2 separate regions of the Mus musculus genome follow, and region 2 is linked to region 1. Evidence: chromatin contacts called from public Hi-C data. All regions are on one chromosome and are shown on one strand. Each heading gives the region's core, a stretch centred on a gene start, on an enhancer-like site or on the middle of the called end of the contact. The rest is flanking DNA. Distances are from core to core; before and after follow the strand shown. Region 1 overlaps Dst (dystonin). Region 2 holds the start of Ccdc115 (coiled-coil domain containing 115).

What was found. Hi-C and Micro-C count contacts between places; a contact is called where the count stands out from the background.
Region 2: a contact with region 1 is called in a Hi-C map of rod photoreceptor, with 3 times the contacts expected there. The contact joins the promoter of Ccdc115 here to the enhancer-like site in region 1. A contact is called at or near these places in 1 of 15 datasets of contacts at CTCF or cohesin (the NIH/3T3 cell line), 2 of 484 Hi-C or Micro-C datasets (granulocyte-monocyte progenitors and rod photoreceptor), 9 of 115 datasets of contacts at active chromatin or transcription factors (bone marrow-derived macrophages, embryonic forebrain, embryonic hindbrain and 3 more) and 3 of 9 other capture datasets (adipose tissue, embryonic stem cells and pancreatic islet).

What each region holds. Positions count from the first base shown.
Region 1 is chr1:34,268,812-34,273,619 of GRCm38.p6, reverse strand. It overlaps Dst (dystonin), which reads right to left. Exons shown (of 103, transcript NM_001276764.1): 79 at 4,730-4,808; 80 at 2,595-2,792; 81 at 2,137-2,265. Among named protein-coding and RNA genes, the nearest start is that of Gm26788, 93 kb to the right of the region's middle. Within about 2 kb of position 2,454, at least 2 of the 459 cell types and tissues checked have an H3K27ac peak or open chromatin away from gene starts, as enhancers often do. A contact at or near this core is called in rod photoreceptor, where this site is marked.
Region 2 is chr1:34,436,703-34,441,510 of GRCm38.p6, reverse strand. It overlaps Ccdc115 (coiled-coil domain containing 115), which reads left to right and starts at 1,839. Exons shown (of 5, transcript NM_027159.2): 1 at 1,839-2,283; 2 at 2,365-2,468; 3 at 2,579-2,661; 4 at 3,653-3,784; 5 at 3,901-4,808. The coding sequence starts at 2,173. The coding sequence ends at 4,013. Imp4 (IMP4, U3 small nucleolar ribonucleoprotein) reads right to left here and starts at 1,682. Exons shown (of 9, transcript NM_178601.3): 1 at 1,584-1,682; 2 at 1,362-1,470. The coding sequence starts at 1,586.

The DNA.
Region 1 (4,808 bases), core at 1,205-3,704:
ACTTCTCCGAGGAGTTCCCCCTCTGTAAGCTGAAACTTCTATGTCCTTTTTAACCACCATATTATAACTAGAAGAAAGAATTGGTACAGTTTAATCTTGTACCCAGAAAATTTGTGATGGACAGAAAACAAAACTCAGTTCAGAAAGATACGAGTTGATAGAAAGACTGCCAGGTTACGGGAGCCACGTTTGAGAAAACTTTCAATGTTGCCAATGAGAATGCTGTATACACCCTCTACAGTGAACACAGGGAGATCCAGCTATAGGACTAAGCACACCACCAGTGAAACAATGGATACAACTCATTACAAACGAAGACATTTTCTATCTCGTTGGTTGAATTGTAACATGGGCTGAATCCCGATGGAAAGTTATATATTCGACATCTTACAAGTTAATAATTTTTTTAAAAATGAGAATTAATTTTATTGTTAATAAAATTAACCACTTGAAATACACTGTTCAGTGATGTGAACGAAGTTACAATGTGGTCTCACTACATCTTCATCAGCTAAAAAACGTATCTCTTCATCCTTAAAAACCAACCAACTCATTAGGGGCTGGAGAGAGTGCTCAACGGCTAAGAGCACTGACTGCTCTTCCAGAGGTCCCGAGTTCAATTTCCAGCAACCACATGGTGGCTCACAACCATCTGTAATGGGGATCTGATGCCCTCTTCTGGTGTGCCTGAAGACAGTGACAGTGTACTCACATATATAACATAAATAACTTAAAATAATTCTAGCATATTAAAAAAAACAAAGCACATTTACAGTTTCTTTCTTTCTTTTTTAAGACAGGGTTTCTCTGTATAGCCCTGGCTGTCCTGGAACTCACTCTGTAGACCAGGTTGACCTCAAACTCAGAAATCTGCCTGCCTCTGCCTCCCAAATGCTGGGATTAAAAGCATGCGCCACCAATGCCCGGCTACAGTTTCATCTTTAAAAAGCATTAAATCCGGAAGCAGCCTCAGGTTAAGTGAAAACCGATTTTGTTCTTATCTTCATTTCTAGCACAGTGAGAATGTGCTAGAACCACAAGCAGATCCAAAGGAAACCACTCCCGTGGCATTACAGTGCTTTCCAGTCTGTTAGGGAAGATTTGTTTAATTTTTAGATGTAGGTGTAGGTCTGTGGGTTTGTGTGCACCACATGCAAGCAGGAGCCCCCAGGGGCCAGGAGGAGGAATCTGATGCCCTGGAGGTTTACAGATGGTTGTGAGCTGCCAGGTAGGTGCTGAGAACGAACTGTGGTCCTCTGGAAGAACAATAAGCCCTCTTTACTGCTGGGCACTCTCTCTCTAGGCCCTCTGCAGGGTTTTTGTTATTGCTTTTTTGTTTGTTTTTAAACATGGAATTTTTAGTCAAAGAAATCATGTAGGGTTACATGAAGTTCACTCTGTGTATCCTATGCAAACGAAGTTGTTTTCTACATAGCGGTTTTCTGAAACTTGAGAGATTAGTACTCTGCTTACAAGCTCTTGCACTCTTTTAAAGTGTATCATTCTGGAGACAGAATTCATTCTTAGTTACTTAACAAGTGATGAACTACGTGAACGCTATGTAAGACTGTCCAGGGAGGTAAGGAAGGATGGGAAAGTCATGCAGGGTTTCACAGTGATAGACACTCTGAGGTCACGCAGTCGTTGGCAAGACTACTTACTTTGCTCTTCAAGCAAATGGGCCTGGCCTAGCTGTGAACGGTAAACCCAAACCACAGGACTACATGAATTACTCGCTCATGAGTACTGTCTTAATTATAATCATATTAAACTATCAGAGTATTTTAGAGAAGTGTCTTTATACTTCAGGGGATACCAGTTTATAACTGATACAATGCTTGGTGTGTGTGTGTGTGTGTGTGTGAGAGAGAGAGAGAGAGAGAGAGAGAGAGAGAGAAAGAGAGTGTGTGTATGTGAGAGAGACAGACAGACAGACACAGAACTGCTAAACTTCTTTAAAACTTTTTTTAGCCTCTGAGACAGATTCTTACTTGAAAAATTTAATTGCTAAATGGTGCTGTTTCTAGCATGTACACATAGTGATTTTTGCCACAAAACTTAATTTTTTAACTATATCATCTTCCATTATTATCTATGTAAGACCAGGGCGAGGGGTGTAGAAAATACCATACGTACCATATGTGCGTTAAGCTGCTCCTTGGCTGTCTCTGGGAGACCTCCCAGAGGTTTAGATGCCAAGAGATGACGCTCTGTGTCCGTCAGCCACTGTTGCAAATCTTCGATTTCACCGTGGAACCCTTTGGCCTGCAGTGACAGGTGGTTTTTAAGTTTGTGTCACAAATGCTATCACTCTCCAGCAAGGTCAAAATGGCCCCAGCCTGCTAAGCCGTCTCTGCATCTCATCAGAATGCCAGGTGCCAGGAGCTGTGCTCACTACCTGAGCACGCCGAGGAAGCTCGGGCATAAGGGTATTAGGCTATTAGGCTAAGAACTGGAGCTCCGCCTCCTTATCAGCTCTGCTCTTTATCCCGATTATTTTTACTCCTCTCTTTAAAGCATCACCATTGGACCTGCACAAGGGCTAGCAAGGCACACCCGCATCACTTGGGGACTCTCTCCGCCTCTCTAGTCACCTGGCGCAAGGCGCTGTCCAGCTGCTGCTTTCTTTGATCTGTCTTTTCCAAAATATCCTGCCAGCGCTGATTGAGAATTCTGAGCTTGTACTGGAGGTTGCTTGCTTCTTCGCCTTCACTCGACTCGATGAGATCATTTCCTGCTTTGTTGACGGCTTCTACCGTGGACTGGTGGGCTAAGACGTCGTTTTGGAGCACCTGAAAATGTTAGCGTGATCATTCACTGGAAACACAGTAACAGAGAGGGGTCTCGGGCATCCCAAGCAAACCTCCAACTCAACAGGTAGCTAAAGACGACACTGGAATTCTTTTTTGTTTTTACTTTGTTTGTTGTGGTTTTGTTTTTCAAGACAGGGTTTTGCTGTGTAGCCCTGGCAGTCCTGGGGATTTGCTCTGTAGACCAAGCTGGTCTTGAATTCACAGAGATTAAACTACCTGTTTTTGAGTCCCAAATGCTAGGGATAAAGGTGTGCTGCTGCCGCTGCTAGGCTGACTTTTTCCACCTCCCGCGTGCTTGGAATACAGGTGTGGGGTACCACATCCAGTTGTAGGTATTGCCGAGGGATCAAGCCCAGGTCTTTATGCATGCTGCATAAGGAATCTAGCACCTGAGCCACAGCTCTAGTCCACTCTACCTGTTTCATTTCTTTCGGTGTGAAATATTCTGAAGCCGAAGCCTCATAACAAAAAGTGTTAAGGCAACAGAGTCCCTCCCTCCAGCTTTGTGGCTCCCTAAATGGACATACATTTAGTTGGCCAGCACTCTCAAAGGGACTGCACACACACTTGACAGCTATCCCCACTAGAATGACCTTGTAGCTGATCTACTACATACTTCTGTAGAGATCTGTAGAGATTATGACTTGATGATTAAAACATTTTCATTGATTCAAGTCCAGTTTAATTCGACTTAATCGTAGCATCCCTTATCTTAGGGGATACGCTCACGCTTCTCTTCTCATTATAACAGCACCACACATCTAAGACATATGTTTTCTAATGACTGTTTTGCAAGAAGAACTGTATTACATTATTCTCGCACTGAAGGGATGCTGGAACTACTAACTTGAAAGGACTCCTTTGCCTAGCGTTAGTCGAGAGTTCATTATAAACCTACCCTACCACTCACTGATGTATGTTTGGCAACAATCAAGAAAAAAATGTCATCTCTTATCCTATGTACGACATCGCACGTCTGGAGGGGAACCCAGACCCCGGAGGCTTTCCAGATGAGACAGGCAGCCCCCAGACGGATCCTTCTCTGGCGACTGAATCCGTTTCTGAGGCATCCGATGAGCCAGAGTTTTCCAAAGGCACAAACCCGACTTGAGTAAGGAGCCAGGTTCTGCAGAGCATGCTCTTTGATATGCTACCAGCAGGAAACCCTTCCTCAAAGTCTGAGAGTTAAATACTGCTGGTGTCTGCATCAATAGGACAATTCTACAGATTCCTTCCTCTGATGCTCAGAGGCAGGGGAGACTGCAAAGCAGAGGATAGAAACTTTCTTTCAGCCTTGGTTTTTGGCAATCTCAAGTCACAACACACTGGTCTTTCAAAGTTAAAGGGTAAAAAAGGTAAGAGGGCCTGTTTCTTAGTCACACGAACAGCGTTAAAAGGTTCCCACAGATCTCCAGCCGAAATAACCAGGCTGGGTGTCTGACTTTCCACCCCTATTACACACAATTCTAATCACTGGTACTTTTAAGACAATGGCCAGATTTCCTAAGACGTAAATGGTTCTGTAAACTCATTCCATGAGAACAAACATAGTTTGTTTTTATAAAGAGTCTGGCAAGTTACTGCTGCCCAGAGCCCAGAGACATTAATAGAAATGGTAGGACAACAGCATTTTCAGCCTGCAAGCTTTTAGGGTGTTTCCTACAATCTTAAAAAACTATTCAACATTAACTTAGCAATGAGTACGAGGGATTAAATCTTGGTGTTTGCCATGCGGCCCTACTGAAACAACTTCGCTATATTTGATAACTGTTACCCCGGTAGCTAGTGAAAAAATACTTTCACTGTGCCCTCCTAGGCAGCATTCTTCAAGGCATTTAATGACAGACAATCTCTGTCAAAATCACAAAGTTTAAGAACCTCGAACGTTAACGGTGACTGGCAGCAGTGGTACGTACGTGATGCTTAGCCAGTTCAATCTCAATGGCTTTCGGGTCTCCTCCAACGGGTTTCTGTTCACTTAGCAAGCCTTTGGTG
Region 2 (4,808 bases), core at 590-3,089, 170 kb before region 1:
ATAGTTAATAATAATATAGTTAATAATAGATGGTTGCAAATGCTAATATATTGATCATTTTTCTGTGTATGTGTTCCTGCCTGAGTTCACATGTGTTCAGGTAGCTGCTAAGGCCAGAGGACACTGGATCCCTGGGGTTACAGACAGTTGTGAGTCACTCTATATGGGTAGTAGGGAATGAATTTGGGTCCTCTCAAAGAGCAGGAAGTGCTCTGAATCCTTGAGCCATTTTTTTAAAACTTTTTTTTTAAGTTATGGTAATGGGTCACAGATACTTAACATTATGCTTATATAGCCCAGGCTGATCTGAAACTCATGCAGCCAAAGCAAGCCTTGAACTCCTGATCCTCTAGCCTCCACCTTACCAGTGTTGGGACATAGGCCCCCAGGCACAGTTGAGTCAGGCTGGGGACAGAATCCAGAGCCTCCTTCATGTTAGGAAGCACTCTCTAACAACTGTGGTACAATCCCAGCCCTAACATTATGCTTCTTAACTCAAAAAAACGTTACATGACACACATATACTTTATAGTCCTAAATTACAGGAACGGAATTTAATTACTGGCACCAGGGATATTGTACTATCAATCAGGCGGGAGACATGAAGTTCCTTAGATACAAAAGCAAAATAGGGATAAATAGAACATTTCCAATTAAGCTCTGTGATAGAGGATCTTCATTTATTAGGGCAAATGAAAATGTGAATTAATGTAAGGCAAAGTTTTAAACTAACCTGTAAAACGAATGTCAAATTCTAAATGGAAGAAGAATTAAAATGCAAGACAATTATAACAATCAATAACAGGTTTTTCTAATTTTGTTTTGAAGAAGACAACAAAAACAAATACCAAGGATTCTTGCAGACCCATTCCCTAAGATGGGAATCAATTAGATGAGGCAAAGGTTTTTTGTTGGTTTGTTGCTTGATTTGGTTTGGTTTTTGGTTTTTCGAGACAGGGATTCTCTGTTTTAGCTCTGGCTGTACTGGAACTCATTATGTAGACCAGGCTGGCTTCGAACTCGGGGATCGGCCTGTCTCTGCCTCTCGAGGGCTGGGATTGAAACCGTGCGCCGCCGCCACCCGACAGAGGCAATGTTTTAAAACTAAATAAAAACTAGATATTCTGTAAGCAAAACTGGCAATCAACCTGTAGACATGGGCAACTGTAGCATAAACGGCCATACTATCACATGGTGGGATCATTCAGAAACCAGTGAGCAGTGAGGTCCTACCTAACGAGCAGAGAAAGGAAAGATGACCAGCCACCCTGATACAAATACATTAAGTTCAAATGCGTTTACACCTCCGTGTAGTATGCTCGAGCAAGGACTTGTAACCCACCAGCACAGGGAGGCCTTACCTTCTAGAGCACGCTTGACTCGCTCCTTCTTCTCCTGAACGGATCGCTGCGCCTCCTCCCGGGCTTTGCGGTACAGGTACTCGCGGCGCAGGCGAGCCTCCCGACGGAGCTAGAGAACACACAGGGTCACCATCCACTTCGGAGCACCGAGGACCACAACTCAGCCCTCCCGTAGTCCCCTTCTTTCCCGCTAAACCAGAACAGGAAATCAAAACATCCTACCATGATGAGCGCCGCTCCCTCACGAGTCCCAACTCTTCTGGCGCTGCTGGCACCACGCAGTGATCACTTCCGCCCTCAACCAAAAAGGCCTTTAGAGGCTTCACTCGATTCCACTGCCGGTCAGAGTGCCCCATCTTAAGATGGCGAATGGAGGAGGGCGTCGCAAGGTGATTGGTCAGACGGGCAACCAATTAATTACCCGGATTTGGGATGTCACGTGGTCTAAGACCGTCCTGATTAGTTAGTCCGTCTGCGGCTTCACCGGTGCTTGAGCTGGTCAGGCAGCAGGCTAGCGAAGAGTAAAAGCAGGAACTGTGCGCATGGCTTCCTAGATTCAAGTTAAGGTCCGACTTTTGGTAGCCATCGGATTCGAGAAGTATCCCGCTCCAGGCGCTAATCCGCGTCCTGGCTGGTGACAGGGATCACCCGGAAGTTGAAGCCTTTGACTTCCGGGTCACGATTAGTACTGCCCCCCTAAGGGCGGATCTTGAGCGCTTATTGGCTGTCATGCACATGGCCGCGCAGTGATTCGGCGGCTTGGAAGGAAGTGGCTCCGCCCATCCGCGCGTGTCCCAAGACTGGCTGGGCCATGGCGGTCCAGGCTCTGCGAGAGGAGTTGGACTCCAAGTGCCTACAGCTGCTCAGTGACCTGGAGGAACTGGAGGCGAAGCGGGCGGCGCTGAACGCCAGGGTGGAGGAGGTGGGCCACGGGGAATGGAAGGAGGGATAGAAAGCGGGCACAGGGAGGGAAAACAGTCTCAAGTCTCTCCTGTCTCCCCAGGGTTGGCTCTCACTTGCCAAGGCTCGCTATGCCATGGGAGCCAAGTCGGTAGGACCCCTGCAGTATGCCTCGCGTATGGAGCCTCAGGTCTGCGTGCGTGCCAGGTGAGCGCCCCCCCCCCCCCCCCCCCTTGGAGAGTGGATGGGCAGGACCTAGGCCGGCGCGGCCAGAGATCCAACTTCCCTTTTTTTTTTTTTTTTTTTTTTTTTCCCAGCGAGGCCCAGGATGGACCCCAGACCTTCAGGGTGATCAAAGCTGACGCCCAGACCCCCGAGGAAGTGGGGCCTAGCGAAGCATGTAAGTCTCCTTTCCACCTGTCAGCCCTTACTCAGCGCTAAAGACAAAACTCATTGAACATTTAAGGAAATTGCTTCATTCGGAATCTGATTAATGGAGAGCGTCTGAGCTGGAGAGTTGAATGTCTGGGGGGCGGGGGTGTGGGAGGGTGGGGTTCTTATACTTTGATAGGTAGGGTTCAAGTAACAGGATAGGAGAGCCGCCCGAGGAGGTCTAAGGGAATGGGGTGTATTCCAAGCCTCCTTGACATAACATGGTTGGGTAAGAGGGTTAAAGGAATGTTGGCGTTTAAGCTGATTGGTTCACAGCATCTGGTCAAACCACAAGGAGGGACCACACATCTAAAAGGTGCATCTTCACCTGGGAACGAATCATGTTTTCTTAGCCCACCCCATTATTATCGACTGACCACAGCTATTACGTCTGTTTTGCAACTGCCAAGAATATTTCGGATTTTTGTTTGTTTGGTTGTTTTTTGCTTTTCATTTCGTTTTGTTTTTTGTTTTTTTCAGAACTCAAGGGTGGGAGCCAAGTCATTGTGAGGGCAGGTTAGCTTAAAATGGAGTCTGAGAACAAAATGGAGTTTGCTCTGGTACTTTAATCTCTACACAGTTAAAGGTGGACTCTTTTATAGTGGGATGAGTTTTGCATTCAAAGGAGCTCAACAGAACAGAAAATGTATATCCCTATATCTAGATGTTCCTTGGAAATAAACCTCCAATCCCAGTTAATCACTCCTGAAACAGCTTGGGGACATTTCATCACTTTTAGGTAAATTGGCAAAGTCAGTCGTAGTCTTGTTCTGGGTAAACAGAATTGTCTGTCCTGGAAGTCAGAATAGACAGAGTCAACTGGATTACAAAGGGGGGAGTGTTACTATTTCCAGACACAGGAGAAGGTTGGGGAAATAGCTAACCTCCAGTGTTTCTCAGAATCATGAACTTGGACTAAGCTCATTGTGGTCATGAGGACTGTATGGCCTTTCTTTCAGCTCTGCGCAGGCGCAAGGGCCCCACCAAGACCAAAGAGTTAGGATCTGCTGTAGTTCCTCAAGATCCCTTGAACTGGTTTGGAATTTTGGTTCCTCACAGTCTGCGGCAGGCCCAAGCCAGCTTCCGGGATGGTGAGTTTTAGGACTATTGTACTGGCTAGGGAGGCCTAACACCCCTGCAGTCTTAGGGGTTGGGGGGGCGGCACTCCATGGATCTTACCATGATGACATTCCTCTTCTCTCACCAGGCCTACAGCTGGCTGCAGATATAGCCAGTCTCCAGACTCGCATCAACTGGGGTCAGAGTCAGCTTCGAGGCCTCCAGAAAAAACTGAAGGAGTTGGACCCTGGGCCTGCCTGACCTGCATCCACATTGGGAGGCACTGAGCATAGCTGCCGTGGATGCTACCACCTTACCTCAGGCCTTCTTCTTTTTATAAGCAGCCCCTGTCTCAGCTGATGCCCCACCTAGAAATGTCCTTAGTCTGCGCGGTTTCTAGCTTTTCGAGGCATGAAGTTGAGTTATGAAGTTTGATGAAGCAAAGCTGAGCAGTGTAGAGAGCACCTAGTTCTAGGCCATGGTCTCAGGGCATGACAGTGACGTGTGAATAACCTGCGGCAGCCATCTGGGATAGTGAAGCCCTGCAGAAATGGTGACAGAGAAGAAAGGGAGTCTAGAAACATAAGGTAGATCAGGACAATTCCAGTCAATAAAAGTACCTCAGGCTGGGCGTGGCAGCGCGTGCCTGTAGCTCCAGCAACTCTAGAGGCTGAGGCAGGAGGATCACTTAAGCCCTGGGAAGTTTATAGACAAGACAGCACACACACACACACACAAATACACAAATACCAGAATAGCTAGCAGGAAATATTACTTCTGTTATAAAAGGAAAAATAACTCATTCTTCCGGGGAATCAGGGTGACCTTCCTGATTGCACTTAGCTTATAGAAGTGAGACCCAGCTGCTTTGCTGAAGGTGCATTCTCTCACCTGGAAACTGTGTCTTGCTTCACGTTTTTTTCCTGAGCTATCCAGTTGTGTTGGGAAGGGGAATGTAATTGTTTGTGGGGTGTAAATATTTCTTCCTAATTTGTTAATTTTGCTTATATTGGTTTTTCTACTTATGAATTGTAAAAACAGAAATTTGTACAGAAA